Linked DNA regions of Mus musculus: region 1 is linked to region 2. The links are chromatin contacts, called in public HiChIP or PLAC-seq maps. All regions are on one chromosome and are shown on one strand. Each heading gives the region's core, a stretch centred on a gene start, on an enhancer-like site or on the middle of the called end of the contact. The rest is flanking DNA. Distances are from core to core; before and after follow the strand shown.

Region 1 (2,700 bases), core at 45-2,544, 950 kb after region 2:
CTAGGAGCTTACTTTGAACGGCAATTTACAAGCAATGTATATGAGGCAGTAGAATATTTTGAAATGGAAATCTTATACCTGTCTCCTTTATTTTACTGTATTCCTAATACAATGACCTTCATACACACAGAGAGGTCTTCCTGTGGGGTCAGTATAACTAAAATGTCTTATTTTAATCTAAATGGCCACTTGTTTCTAATAGCAACCTACTGAATGGAGAGGAAACGAAACTTGACCTGGAGATCCCTATAGCCAGGGTGTTAGGAACCAGTGACGAAATCTGTTTCCCACGACTGAACCAAATGTCATTTTGCGAGCATATGGCATCATGTCATCTTAAAAAGGGACTAAAAGGGTGCATTGTGGTGCACAGAAGAGCAGCATCCCCTGAAGGCCCTGTACACATCTGTACACTCAATACAAACATCCAGGTAAGACAAAGCAATTAGAAGTATCTAAAGGGATACCACAGGCTAGTAAGGAATGTTTCCTGCCCAAAGATTACCCCAATAGCTTTGCTTTGGTGTCCTAAGAGGTGAATTCAACACAAATTGCGATTCCTCATCATAATCTCCCAGTTTGTCCTACAATTCAAGTTCCTACAACTTAAGTGGCAGCTTTATGTTATTTTTTTTAAACACCAGAAAGAAAACGTACAGAGGTCCAATTTGCAAGTTGGGGAAAACAGTGAAAAATTCATACAAGTAATGAGGAAGACCTAGACCCGTGGGCAAGCTGAATGCATGATTTCCAGGTGCAAAGCTGTGTTTCTCTCTCTCTCTCTCTCTCTCTCTCTCTCTCTCTCTCTCTCTCTCTCTCTCTCTCTCTCTCTCTCTCCCTCCCTCCCTCCCTCCCTCCCTCCCTCCCTCCCTCCCTCCCTCCCTCCCTCCCTCCCTCCCTCCCTCTCTCTCTCTCTCTCTCTCTCTCTCTCTCTCTCTCGCCTTCTCCTGCAGTCTTGCCTGGCAGCTGGCTTCAACACGCCTTCAGGAAAAAGCCTGAGATGTCAGTCATTTGACCTGGCCGGTTTTTTTCCTGGCTGGTATGTAACCCCCAACTGCATAATGCATAATCTGAGATAACAGACAACCTGACACCTTTCGTTGCATGGTAAACTTTTATTTAAAAAAAAAACAAAAAACAAAAAAAAAAAAACGGAGTTCAGGTAAGGTGAGCCATTTCCTAAATACACAGCAATTTGACAAGAGGCAACTTTAAAATCCACACTAAACAACAAACACACCCCCCACCAGCCACGCCCCCCGTAGGGAGGGGGCTTAAACTGCGCATGCGTGCTAGGTGCGACATTGTCGACGCCAATTTCAGTCCGCCAGTGAACCGGTCTTGAACCACTCTCCAGCAGCCTCGAGAGGCAGAGTTTGCGCCAAGTTCCTTGGTCTCCGACGGCCTCCCTTCTCACGCAGCCATGTCTTCCAGCAGACCCGTGGCGCTGGTGACCGGTGCTAACAAAGGAATCGGATTCGCGATCACTCGTGACCTGTGTCGGAAATTCTCCGGGGACGTGGTGCTCGCGGCGCGGGACGAGGAGCGGGGCCAAACGGCAGTGCAAAAGCTGCAGGCGGAGGGCCTGAGCCCACGCTTCCACCAGCTGGACATCGACAACCCGCAGAGCATTCGCGCACTGCGCGACTTTCTGCTCAAGGAATACGGAGGCCTGGACGTGCTGGTCAACAACGCAGGCATCGCCTTCAAGGGTAAGCCATTGGGTGTGGAGATGGAAGGTGGCTTCCCCAGAGCCTGGTGGCAAGGTGGGCTGTGCCTCTCTGGGATCATTACTAGGACCAGGAGCACTATGCTGTAGGACTCTGAAACAGATCCCCTGGGAGAAACAGGACAGGGTAGTAGGGGCTGCAGGAAAGCAGAGCCTCAATGTTCGCCATCATTTCTAGGTTTCCCTCACCCAGTTGTTGAGTAATTGAATTGGACTTGGCGATACTTAAGTGGAACTATATCTGATACTGAAATAAGCAAGAGATTGAGGAGAGAGAAAGAGACAGAGGGAAACGGTGTTTCCTTAAGATCCTGATATATACAAACTTCACCTAGCCACCCCCAGTGGTGGTGGTGTCTTTCAAGCACAATAGAAAATTGTCAGATGGACAGTGATGCAGAGCTGTATGTAAACAAGACTGTACTTGCAAGTGGATCTCTAAAGCTCTAGCTTACTTAGGTCTTTACATTTCCACTCCGCTAACTCGGTTCTCTTCTCCCCCCCCCCCCCCCGAAAGTCAATGACGACACCCCCTTCCACATTCAAGCAGAGGTGACAATGAAAACGAACTTTTTTGGTACCCGAGATGTCTGCAAGGAGCTGCTCCCTCTAATAAAACCCCAAGGTGAGTCTGCCAGGTGACTTCCGGGCTCAGCTCCTCTCCCTACTGCACAGCCTCTCTGCCACTGTGAGGCACTGCTCAGACCTTTGATCTCAATTCTTTTGTGGCCATTGACTTTCTCTTTGCATACGCAGCTCTTCTTAATCTTCAGATAAGATTCCAGCATCCACTTCTTCCACCTCCTCACCCATTAGGGGCTTTAGGACTCCAATTATGTCTGAAATATTTTGCATACATACTGACATCCCACTGGCCACAATGGCCTGTCCCCACAAGTGCTAAGATTGTACCCAACTACATCCCTCAGCCCAGCTCCACAGCAGCTCTCAGCTGTCAAGATGAACCCTAC
Region 2 (2,700 bases), core at 159-2,658:
CCAAATTCTGAGCACACCCCACCCCTCACCCCCATTTGCCCCCCTGGTGACCTCATCTCAGGCAAGGAGTAGGGAGCAGTGTGGCTACCTCCCTATCAACCCAAGACAACCTTCTGCCTCTGAGTCCTTCCCACATTTGGCAGTGGTGGGCCTTGTCCCTGGTCACCTAGGGACTGTCCTATGGGAAGCTGGTCAGGTGAGATCCAACTCCCCTCTCTCTGCTGTCTTCTATAGGAAAATCGCTTTTTCCAATGGGTTTTTGAGTCTTTCTTTTTAGTGTATCTGTTCAGCCCAGACACTGCTGTCTGTTAGGATACACTTTGGAGCCCAGAAAGAGAATCCCGGAACTGGGCAGATTGCTCTGTTGTCTCTTCCAGCCCCCCGGGGGGGGGGGCACCCCATTCCCTTCCTGTTCTCTTCTCCGTCCCCCACCCCCACCTCCCTCGCCAACACACACACACACACACACACACACACACACACACACACAGAGGGTCACCTCTGCTTCCTCCATTTTCTGTGCAGCTGCAGCTGAGGTATAGTAAGGCTACTGTATAGGACTTTGAAAGCAGGGCCGAGCAGGGCTTTCCAGACTCCATACAAGCCAGCTATTCTCTGCCTTGTTTTCTTTGGCTTCGGGTTAAGCAGCACCGAATGAGTCAAACAGTATTAACTTTCAATAGGGAAGTGGTGTGGTCAACCAAAGCTGTTTGTGGCTAGATTGTGGAGATAGGTAGGGCAGGTAATGAGGAAAGGCCCAGCATACGCAAGGGGGGGGGGGCAGCCTCACTCAGCAACGCTCTGGCAATTAAGTCAACAGAACTCACACCATCTTTTTTTTTCCAGTTGGCTGAGGAATTAACACCAAGGTCTCTGGCCGGCCAGCTTTGGGAAGTTGGCCATTAGGCTCGGACAATTGAGCACTTTGTGTGTTTACAGATTTTTTTCCCCTTTCTTCTTTTTTTTTTCTAAGGCTGCCAAAGTCATGGGAAATATAGTTTTGATGATTTCCCCTGCTTAAGCCACTCCACTCTGCATTTATTCCCGTCCCTTTGCAGCAGCTTGGGCTGGATGGGTCGATCCTCCCTCTGGCCCTACTCCATCTTGCTCCTCACTAGCCCCTCCCCCACACCCCCAGTGGCCATCTCTTCTCCATCCCCCTTTGGACACACTCCTCAGAGCAGGTCACCTGCTAGAGGCTGGAAGAGGATGCCTTGCAAGTTCAACTGCTCCTGGAAACATTGAATCAAGCGTTGAGTTCATCAGTGCCTTAGCCCTCACTACACCCTCCTCCCAACTTTGTAGATGACAAAACTGAAGTTCCAGCAGAAGCTGAGAATTGCACAGAGCCAGGTGGCAGGGCCTGAGGGCTTTCCATTGGGCACTGCCCCCTGCTCAGGACTCAGGAGCCCTGCTGAGAAGAACTCCGCCCTCCAGACTCAGATTTCAATGTTTTCCACTTCTTCCTCTCTGCACTCTGCTACTTATTTATTTTGAGAATGGCTGAATCACTCTCAGAGCAGAAAAGATTCTCTGATCCTGCCCCCAGCCAGTGTGTTGGCAGATGCACGGACTACCCAGTGGCCTCCAGAGCCTCAGCATCAAGTAGCTGAAGGGTTTGAGGCAGGCACGGGGCACAGGGTGGATCGGTTCACCTCCCAGAAACTGAATCTCAGGCACACACAGAGACACAGATACACACACACACACACACACACACACACACACACACACACACTGTAACACACACATTTATACACATACTCACACATATACAAACAGGCACACACACACAGACAAACACACAAACAGACATAAATATGCATACACAGACAGACATACACACTCACAGACATACACAAACACACACACAGACATAAATACACATACACAGACATATACACTCACAGATACACACAGACATACACAAACAGACATATACACTCACAGATACACACAGACATACACAAACACACCACACACACACACACACACAAACAGACATAAATACACATACACAGACAAACAGACATACACACTCAGACACACACTCACAGACGTACACACACAGACATAAATACACATACACAGACAGACATACACACTCACAAACACACACTCTCACATAGACACACACTCACAGACACACACTCACAGACACACACTCACACACAGACACACTCATAGACATAGACACACACACTCTCTAACACACATTCATACACATACAAACAGGCACACACAGACACACACATAGACACACACAGACACACATAAACATACACAGACACACACATAGACACACACAGACACACATAAACATACACAGACACACATAGACATGAATACACATACAGAGACACAGACACAGACGTACACTCTCACACTGTCTCTCACCCATACACCCTCACAGATATACATAGACACACAGATACTTACATACATACATACATACATACACCACACACACACACACACACACGCACGCACGCACGCACGCACGCACACACACACACACACACACACACACACACACACACACATACAGGAAATATAGACTCAGAAGCAGCAGGCTATCCTATGGTTTTGCCGCCATGAGAGCCGTATGCAGAAGAAAAACTATTTGGTCCTGGAAAAGAAAATGAATTTAAGCAAAACTCTGAACTGTGGATAAAGGCTGCTTCCTTTGTTTCCAAGTGC

Evidence for each region. HiChIP or PLAC-seq counts read pairs in DNA pulled down with a chosen protein or histone mark.
Region 1: an HNF4G HiChIP or PLAC-seq map of pancreatic cancer cells shows a contact between it and region 2. The contact joins the promoter of Cbr1 here to the enhancer-like site in region 2. A contact is called at or near these places in 4 of 39 promoter capture datasets (the C10 cell line, cranial neural crest, hematopoietic stem and progenitor cells and 1 more), 7 of 115 datasets of contacts at active chromatin or transcription factors (astrocytes, embryonic midbrain, large pre-B cells and 4 more) and 2 of 9 other capture datasets (adipose tissue and macrophages).

What each region holds. Positions count from the first base shown.
Region 1 is chr16:93,606,543-93,609,242 of GRCm38.p6, forward strand. Cbr1 (carbonyl reductase 1) reads left to right here and starts at 1,295. Exons shown (of 3, transcript NM_007620.2): 1 at 1,295-1,712; 2 at 2,247-2,354. The coding sequence starts at 1,424.
Region 2 is chr16:92,653,358-92,656,057 of GRCm38.p6, forward strand. All of the region lies in intron 5 of Runx1 (runt related transcription factor 1), which reads right to left. Among named protein-coding and RNA genes, the nearest start is that of Gm30224, 59 kb to the left of the region's middle. Within about 2 kb of position 1,409, at least 99 of the 459 cell types and tissues checked have an H3K27ac peak or open chromatin away from gene starts, as enhancers often do. A contact at or near this core is called in astrocytes, memory CD8 T cells, oligodendrocyte precursor cells and 1 more, where this site is marked.